2 separate regions of the Danio rerio genome follow, and region 1 is linked to region 2. A link is a contact called in public HiCAR-type data. All regions are on one chromosome and are shown on one strand. Each heading gives the region's core, a stretch centred on a gene start, on an enhancer-like site or on the middle of the called end of the contact. The rest is flanking DNA. Distances are from core to core; before and after follow the strand shown. Region 1 holds the start of ppp3ca (protein phosphatase 3, catalytic subunit, alpha isozyme). Region 2 holds the start of puraa (purine-rich element binding protein Aa).

Region 1 (5,175 bases), core at 1,412-3,911, 220 kb after region 2:
TGCATCATCCAGGTGCCGACGCATAACCTTGCACTGCCCCTCATGACTATAAAGCTCTTTGGGTGTATGGACATTCACAATATATGTGATATAAATGCACATTACATTACACTTCACATTAATTAATTTCTGCAAACAGAGTCAGAAAGACTTTTCTCTCTTTATGATGTAAAGGCTGTAATGTGCTATAAAATGCACATATGATCACATACTTTGTTTTCTCAAATCTATAGATTTGCTGTTCCCAAATTCAGAAATTGCACAAATAACATTTCCTGGTGTTCACATATGTAAGTGCTTGCAAATGAATGCAAAGCAATGTACATTTTATATAAACAAATATAATAAAAACATTTAATAAATAAATCTAGCTTTATAATATAAATTTATTTAAAATACTCTGTTCACTTTAACCCAATTTTCACTTTTTGCACTTTGGGAATTGAAGATACAGCAAGGATCCATTATTCCGAAATATAATATAATATAATATAAATGTTTATCCTCACTGTATTCACAGCTGTTTTAACATATCAGAGAAGAAAGCGTCTGATTAGCAGTGTGGATCTATGTTCCACTAGCTCTCCAATTCAACTCCTCTCTTTGACTGCTACATTAAAAAACACATTTGCTACAATCATTTCTGAAAAATATTGTCCCTTTGTCTTAGTTCATGTGTCACCATTTTTCATGACTTGATATAAATGATTTGTGCAGAAATGACGGTTACAGTATTTTTTGTATTAGCATATTATTTTTGAAAGATATAATTATTTTTTACAATTTCACAACATTATTTGTACAAAAAATCACTTAGTCATATTGTCTTCTGTAATGTTATATTTGCATTTTTTGCAAATATAAAATGTTTTAATGAAATTGAAAAAAACTGTCACTGTAATTTAGAATATATATATATATATATATATATATATATATATATATATATATATATATATATATATATATATATATATATATGTATATTAAAGATTTAATACTGAAATGCCATATTTACAATACGATAAGTTCTGAATACTCATTCTGTAATTTGCCTTATGTTGTCATTTCTTTATTTATTTTTTGTAAATTATCAGATTTTTTCAAATAAATAATAAAAGGCAGTTGGTATAGAAATTACTTCTACAACTATTTTTATTTAAAGCAGCAACTTTTATAGATAATACAGCATGTTTTAGAATAATTTCTTCATTATGTATATTTTTTCACTTTGCATTCTGTAATGTTGTCTTTGGTAAATTAACCTTTTTATTAATTTCATTTACTAATCAGGGGTGACCAGGTGGCTCAGTGGTTAGCACTGTCGCCTCAAAGCAAGATGGTCTCTGGTTCAAGTCCCGGCTGGGTCAGTTGGCATTTCTGTGTGGAGTTTGCGTGTGTGCATGTTTCCTCTGGGCGTCAAAGACATGCACTATAGGTGAATTGGGTGAACACAATTAGTGATGCAGGAGTGTGTGTATTTCCCAGAACTGGGTTGCAGCTGGAAGGACATCTGCTGCGTAAAACATATGCTTGAACAGTTGGCAGTTCATTCCGCTGTGGCAACCCCAGACAAGCAGGGACTAAGCTGAAGGAAATTTAATGAATGATTGAATAATCTGCACAAACGGCGTAGAAATGACTGCCACTGTAATGTTTCTATTATTTACTTCATATGGGCTCACTGAATATTACTTCAGTCCTAATTTTTCTGTCAGTTTACGTTCCCTTTTTTGGCAAATTATCAGCTTTTTAAATTACCTACAATAAACGATGCTAGAGTCATCTGTCCTGGTAATTTTTGTCCCACTAACTTTTATTTACAGATAAACTGAAATCCCATAAACTGTTTTTAAAAAATATAATTTTGCCTTATGTTATATAATTTTTTTGTAAGTTTTGTAATAAGTAAACAATAAAACATTGAGTGTATAATTGAAGCTATTTTATACAGTATCTTTTTATCAACAAAATATGCACTGCAAGGCTAATACAAAAAAAATTTCAAAGTTTTTTTTATCATTCTGTCATGTCACATTTAATGTAATATTTTTGGCATATTTTACATTAGAGATTGTTGTCAAAGTAATATTGTACTTTAAACTTTTATTTAAATGCATAATAAAACGACACATTTACTCCAACAGCCATTATAAACCAAATGTAAAAAAGCAGTCAGTAAATTTGCTTAATGCCTTTTAAATGACAGTTTTGTCTAATTCCAAGTTTTGTAGCTTACTGAAGCACCATTAACCATAATTGTGGTCATTATCCACAATTTCCGTTTAAATGAGCACAGCAACTCTGCTTATTTGTCTATAAATAAATAAAAAAATCTCTCAAATAACAGTTTTGGGCCGATGCCACACGCGGGACACCGCCACGTACACTCGCCCAGACCTGAGTGGCATTTCAAATCGATCATCCATCGTCTGCGTCCTCGGGAAAGCCCTTCATCTCCACCTGATGGCAGCATCACGCAGCCTCTTCTCGCGGGTGCGTGGGAGTTCCCTGCTTCGCCATGTCGGGGTGGTGCAACGCGCTGAAAGGATCTCCCGATCTCTCTCTCTCTCTCTCTCTCTCTCTCTCTCTTTCTCCCTCCACCGCCTCCACCCCATCAGCAGCACCATCCTCCCACTCACGACAGTCTCAGTCTCAGCAGCAGAAGAAGCATCGTCCTCCTCCAACCTCTCCAGGCAACAGCAGCAGCAGCATCAGCACCATCATCATCATCCGGCGGTGAGACACGGAGGAGACGCATCCGAGTGATGCCACTGCACCAACCGCATCTCGTCACCGCGAACACACGCCGAGAATAAAGCGCTTCTTCTGCGAGGAGGGAGAAACACATTCGCCTGGAGACATTCACTGCCCATGAAGATGTCTAACGCCGACATGGTCTTGAACTCCACCGATCGGGTAGTGAAATGTAAGTGAATGGCGCATATTTCCCTACCTATTTGCTTCTTACCTGGGTTTTTTCTTTTGCGATGTCGCGCCGTACTTATATAGGGCTACTAATGCTAATTAAGACGCATCGGGCGCGTTTGTTAATGTGATCGGTTTACGTTCTGGATTGAAGTGTTTATGATTTTGTCTTTGCTTTGGATTGGTGTTAATCGAGTCACAGGCAGGTAGGTCGGGGGAGACGCGTTAAATAAGGCAGATCCAGTGGAGGCGGTGATGCAGCAGGATTTTAGGTGGCATCACGCAGCCCTTCCTGTATTTTCTTCATAGACAATGGAAGCAATAGGGGTTTTCGGCGCGTATCTGAGCTGTTTGCTTTCTCCAGGGAAGCCTCTGAGTCTGAAGGTAAATCATTCGAGCTGGGAACTGTCACGCCCCCGTTGCGTCTGATTGATTTTCTCGCATTTGCTGGTCACGTAGCGCACATTAATATTCGCGAGTGTTCATGAAAGCGGAGATCATTGAGACAGAATATTAGCGTCATGGTGCTGTATAGAAACTATACGTCATTTTAATTAAAGGTACGTTCGGTCATTTTTTTGCTTTAGCAGTATTAATGTCTAAACGTAAACTATGCACGTAAGTAGTCTTACTACAGAAAATACAATTTTATTCAACCCAGAGGGTGGCCACCATGTTTGGATCACGTGATCGTTTTTGTTATTAGTTTGAAAGTAAAAGTAATCTCAAAACATGACTTGCACCATAATTTAATAATAAAAAGAAGACGGACAAAACTACTCATTTAAGCCCAAACTGCTGGTCAGTGAAGCCAACATTTTTTTTTAATCATTTTTATTTGTTTATTAATACAATTGGTCACACAACCTTTCAAAATACTTTATCTGACTCACACACATACACAGGCATTTTAATGTGTATGCATTTCAACAATTTGTATTATTTCTCCCAGGCTACAGAGGTTCATGCATAATCTCTCGATATATTATATCCCATACAAATGTCTTTATTCTTGATGATAAATTTGTACGAATGTACTTTGTATTCTCTTTGCACAATCCCTTATCTTGGTAGGCATCCACAGCTGTTGCTGTAGTTTGCACATATTTTATTGTGTTCTTTTTAGGAAGTTTTTTGGTGATTATGAATCGACGACACCAATTACAGCTGCCACCTTGTAAAAAAACTAATCACTACATAAAAAGGAAAACAATATATAAAGTGCACTGTAAATTTACAATGTGCTGATCACTAAAAATTGTGAACCCTACTATGGCTTTATAGGTTTTTGGAGTCCATGCGTCCAGGCCAATAGGTGTCAGCAAAAAGTCTAAAAGCAATGTTTAGACAATGCTTTGTTAACATCATGCGTTTCGCATTTGCAATTTTATGAAATCTCATTTTTCCTGTCATGTCTTATATGTTTGTCTGTTGGCTCCAATGACTCAAATATTAATAAGACAACAAGACATTTTGAAATAGGGTGTTCCTCAGTAGTTACTCTCAAAATACATCATCAGAAAATAACCACATGATCGGTGGCCAAAAGAGAAACGGTTAAAAAGAGCTAAAAATATTAACTTTGATTTTTATTTTATTTTGTTATTTTGCATATTTTTTTGGTTATTATTTATTTTGCATATAATAACAGTAAGGAGACATGATTTTAGTTTATATTCATATTTAGACAACACAATACTACGGTGGCTGAGAGAGCTTAACATGATGCAATTTCTGAAAACACGTGCAGTTACAAAAAATGCCAGCAAACTGAAAAAAGATCTTCCTCAGTTTGACAGCACATGTGCTGCAAATCCTTACATCGTCACATTTGTAAAAAACTTGCCTTTTCTCATAACACAAAAAAATTAATAAAATCGTTGCATTTTCTCATAATACAACAACAATTGACAAAAATGCTGCATTTTCTTACAACACTTGCAAAAAGATATACGGAAAAAGACATAATGGAAATGTTTCAAGGGGACTCAAAAATGTGACGGACGCTGCTACTTAGGTTATGGGCTGTGTCCGAAACTGTCGACTACTCAGTAGGTACTGCATTTTAATTTAAACGTACTGCTCGGTCGTTAGAAAAGTACATTCTATAAACTATGAATGGGAAAAGTATGGATTTCGGACGTACTACATTCGCCATTTAGTCATGGTCACGTGACCTACCTGCGTCAGTTGCGTCACTTTACTTCCATTCATGAATTCTCTCGTGGGGCAATATAGGATAGCGCA
Region 2 (5,207 bases), core at 2,516-5,015:
TTGACCAGAAAACAAGCACACCTTATGGAGTTGACCGTCCCCGTTTTCTTCACTCGGTGTCTTTTTTTGCACACTGTCACTTGTGTTAGGCCCATGACAAGGAGTTTGCAGTTGCATTAGAAGTTTCAGATGAAAAAATGTTATTAATAACCAGTAATTCTAAAGTCTAGCAACAACAGGCCACACAAATATAGTGACAGTCAACTTAAATTTTAAATAATAAATAAAAATAAATAATAATAACATGCGATCCGTATAATTTGTGTTTAGGGGTTTCTGTCTTGGAAAAATACTGATCTCACACACTTGCCTTGAACCAAGGAAACATTTTTATATTTAACAAAATTTCTTCTAATGACAAGAATTGAAAACATGCACTTTATTTGGTAATTACAAGTGCTAACACCTTTTACAATAACTTTCAGCTTGTTAACTTTTGTTAACAAAATAAATAAATAGATAAATAGATAAATAAATAAATAAATAAATAAATAAATAAATAAATAAATAAATAAATAAAAATTCTACATATTTTATACAGTTACGAATCTGATGTTATGGCATGAAAGTAAGCTAACTGAAAAGTTTTATTTTGTTGTATTTTATCCACTACGGATAAACAAGTTTTAAAAAGTACAGTGACAAATAGTCTTAGATAATGCAATAATAATTATTTATCAAGAATTACTAACGTTATCCTATATAACCTGTAAAATGATTCGATTAAAGTATGCTATAACAGACGTAAGCAATTTATTTCTATCACTTTTCTGTTTCTATAAACCGATTTTTGCGAAAGTTGGTAAGCTTTCGTCGTGATTCGATATTAAGTATAATTTTGGAAAGAAACGAACTATTAAATGATAAATTGTCGGCTTAATACATGCCTCTTGATTCTCTACATTTTTTTGCTCATGAGAATTCAAGTTATTAAGGTATTTTAGTTTCTTTCACAAGCCTTTCATAACCGTCGCATGCCATTTATCCTTTTATATATCTGGACTAATTTGTACGCAAATAAGTCTTTTTCTATTTAATTATTCAATCGTAAACACACCAAAATGTCTGCATTTAAAAACATGCCGAGGTTCTCTCATCTGTAAATGGAAAGTAATAATATTATTGGTATTATCTATAGACATGTCTAAATATTTATTTGTTCATAAAACAAAACTTTTCATTTCTAGATATTTATTTGTTTAGAAAACAAAACTTAGACATATTTTTTCAGACATAGATCATGTGATTACATTTATGCAAAATGTATTACTTAAAAAAAAAAAAGATTTAATTTACATGCATCTCATTTTAATCCACGTTATAATAGTACCGACATTTGAATCGGGACATTTTATAATTTAACATTCTTTTTTGACAACTTCTGTAGATTGCATTAGTATATCTGCAATTGTATGATTAAAATAATGTTACATTTCAGGAAAATTATTTAATTTAGGATGCTGTGATATTTCTAAAGCACACAGTACATTTTTCCATAAATCTACGATTCGACCAATTGGACATTTTTATTATACAGTCCTACCTCTGCAAAATGGCTTGTCAAAAACCGGTAAGTCGGTCGCATTTAACTTGTTATTAACGGACAAACTGACTGCTTAATTTCTATAAATTAATTACGTTTACTAATAAGTTACTAGAGTAAATATAATATCCCTGCAACATAAAACAATTATCAAACATTTTTAAAAAGGTCATTGCTTTGCAGGATTAATACTCATTTCATTTAAATTACAGAACAGCTAAATTAAATGACAGAAACGAGTGCAGAACATTTGTATAATTATATAATTTAGACTTTTGCATTTGATGATATTCTAAAATAACTGAGCAAAATTGCCGCATCTATAGGAATATTCACATAATCAAATAACTAATAAATAGCAATGGGAAGCATGCTTATATTTGTTAAGCCGTGTCCTTTTTAAACATGTTTATAAACGAATGCAGCATTCTGAATGTATTAAACTGTTTTAAAAATGACCATATGCATGAATTGAGTGGATTTTACTTTATATATTACTAATTTAACGTTTCCCCTTAAATAAAGAGATGCCTAAAAGCAATTACTGAATTGTTTTTGCATGTACAAGACAGGCGCATTACAGCTGTATTGGGGCTATTGCGTGAATTATGATGTTGTTCTTAAATGCACATAACGTTTAAATTTTATTCCAGATGTAGTTTTCGCTTAGCTGACAGTCACGGACGTGTTCCTGTTAACGGCTTTGGTAAGAATGCATCCGTCACTATACCAGCATGGAATATCCAAAATAGGCAAAGTAATAGAGGAAACATTTATGCTTGCCTCCAAGTATCACACACAGATGCGTAAAGATATTAGTATTATCTAGGAGAACTTGTTCCCGCTATAAAGACTTTTGGGCGTTGAAAAGATTCAGTGGATGTTAAAGGTTCCACTAATATCCAGATATCCCAAAATAGCCTTTAATTTTGGAGTTTTATTTAGAATGCATGTAGGCTATTTTAGCCCAACTTTAAAATCGAAAATATTTTTTTTTCTAGCATGCTTTGAAAACTTTATATTCAAATATACATTTCAGGCACAGACTGGGTTGATTATCGCATGCAGGTAAAGCTGTGGTTTTAATTAAATTAAAGACTTCCTTTTATTGCAGATTTCCTGTATAATTTACTAATTTTACAAATATTTTTTAACAACTGAATATATCAATTAGGCTAGCTACAAAACGCAATAGTCGGCTATGTTAGTTGACTAATTTGTATAATAGGGAAATGCATGCAAGGTATATACATTTTATAAAGACATGCACAATAATGTATTATAAATGTTAAGTTTATAATACATTGCTTTATAAATTGATATAATTATATAAATATTATATATATATATATATATATATATATATATATATATATATATATATATATATATATATATATATATATATATATATATATATATATATATATATATAATTCAATTTATATAGCAATGTATTATAAACATTGTGCATGTCTTCATTAAAATTAAGACGCAACCTTAAAGCTAAAGAAAGCTTTTTGTATCTTTGCCATCTACCATCTCAATACATATTTGATTTTAAATAGCTATTGATTTTCCGTTTTTTTTTTTCTACGAAGAGAAAAAAAGGTAAACTAGGAGGTATAATGAATTATGAACTGAATGAAATGCATCTAAACAACAGGTCTGCCTGTCTATCGTTACATCTTACAAGCCTATTCATAAATAATATTAATTAATAACAGCGGGGTAAAATCGATTTATTTTATAGCTTATTTTTTCAGTTTTCTGTAAATTTTTATTTTTTACCATTTAAGCCACTTTTATTTTAAATCAACTTTAGATTTATTTTATTTTATGCGCGTAAAACGTAAAGTAAAAATAACCTGGTGAACAACGAACAAGAGCTTCAGCAAATAGTTTTTTAGGTACCATCTGTATATGAAATACGTCGACAGAATACATAATGTACCCTAAGCTGGAAATCTTCATTTTCGCTTTGAATCGAATTCATTTTCAGTTTCGTTTTCAGTCGAATACCACCTAATCTTCCAGGACAGACGCGCCGTGCGACTAGAGCGTGCGGACGCAGCGTTTGAGCTTCAGTACGCGGCGAGTTTATTCGGATTCTGCACAGGTCTGAACAGCGCTCGTCTTCTCTCCTCACACAGATCTCGCGAGAGCGGTGGCGTGGCTGCTTGGCTGTAGGCTTGCAGTAAGACTGAGGGAGAAGGCAGGCAGCATCATGGCGGACAGAGACAGTGGAAGTGAGCAGGGAGGAGCAGCCACGGGCCCGGGTGTCGGTTCCATGCACCCAGTGACAGGAGGGGCGGGCTCGGCTTCCGGGCTGCAGCACGAGACGCAGGAGCTCGCCTCGAAGCGGGTTGACATCCAGAACAAACGCTTTTATCTGGACGTAAAGCAGAACGCGAAAGGCCGCTTCTTGAAAATAGCAGAAGTCGGGGCCGGAGGAAACAAGAGCCGCCTCACTCTCTCCATGTCCGTGGCTGTCGAGTTCCGCGACTATCTGGGGGACTTCATCGAGCACTATGCCCAGTTAGGGCCGAGCAATCCGGACATGCCACAGGACGAGCCACGGCGGGCGCTGAAGAGTGAGTTTCTGGTCCGGGAGAATCGGAAGTACTACATGGATCTGAAGGAGAACCAGAGGGGCCGCTTTCTGAGGATTCGGCAGACTGTCAACCGGGGGCCCGGTTTGGGATCCACGCAAGGCCAGACCATTGCTCTTCCAGCCCAGGGACTAATCGAATTTCGCGACGCGCTCGCCAAACTCATTGACGACTACGGAGTGGAGGACGAGCCGGCGGAGCTGCCGGAGGGAACCTCGTTAACTGTGGACAACAAGCGCTTTTTCTTTGACGTGGGCTCCAATAAGTACGGGGTGTTCATGAGGGTAAGCGAGGTCAAGCCCACCTATCGCAACTCTATCACAGTGCCCTACAAAGTGTGGTCGAAATTCGGCAGCACTTTCTGTAAATACGCAGATGAAATGAAAAAGATTCAAGAGAAACAGAGGGAAAAAAGGGCATGCGAGCTTCAGCAGCAACAGCAAGAGGAGATGCACGGCGACGACGGGGATGAGGATTGATAGTGGAGGGAAACATGCAAAAAAATAAAAAAAAATAATCCGAATAACCTAAACAAAAAAAAAATCTACGTACTGTGCTGTAAAAAAGAGAGATACATAAAAAGATAAGTAACTGTTTAACTCCAAGGGAGCACTACCCACAAAAAAAAAGAAAAATACAAACCTCCACAGACTGACAGTCCACCCATCGCTGGATGACATCCACTTACCCACCATTAATACAGTAAGCGGCTGCTAAACCAAGTAATAACATTATATATGAACTGTGTTTCCTACTTGACAACAACAGAACTGAGTGTTTCTTTCCCTTATTAACCGAGAACTTTTTTACACGTTCCAAGATATTATAAAAGTGTTTGCAATGGAGTTCTTGCCGAGGAAGCGGTTCCTTTACGTGTGAGCTAATGACTTCAGCACAAATCAGATGTTTTAGTTTTTTTAACCAAATTTTCGAATCATCTGAAGAGGTTGTCATGGTAGCCTTGCCACTAGATATTCCAAGCATCACCTGAGGGCTAGCTAGAAAAGAAAAATATCAACCTGTTGATTGATAGAGGTACAGAGGTCAGCTGA

The links. HiCAR-type assays count read pairs that join an accessible place to other places.
Region 1: a HiCAR-type map of caudal fin shows a contact between it and region 2, with 3 times the contacts expected there. The contact joins the promoter of ppp3ca here to the promoter of puraa in region 2. A contact is called at or near these places in 5 of 18 Hi-C or Micro-C datasets (caudal fin, embryo and an unstated tissue) and 2 of 4 datasets of contacts at active chromatin or transcription factors (caudal fin and embryo).

What each region holds. Positions count from the first base shown.
Region 1 is chr21:32,038,156-32,043,330 of GRCz12tu, forward strand. It overlaps ppp3ca (protein phosphatase 3, catalytic subunit, alpha isozyme), which reads left to right and starts at 2,662. Exons shown (of 15, transcript NM_001198550.1): 1 at 2,662-2,929. The coding sequence starts at 2,875.
Region 2 is chr21:31,819,550-31,824,756 of GRCz12tu, forward strand. It overlaps puraa (purine-rich element binding protein Aa), which reads left to right and starts at 3,766. Exons shown (of 1, transcript NM_001001846.2): 1 at 3,766-4,784. The coding sequence starts at 3,771. The coding sequence ends at 4,634. All of the region lies in intron 1 of nrg2a (neuregulin 2a), which reads right to left.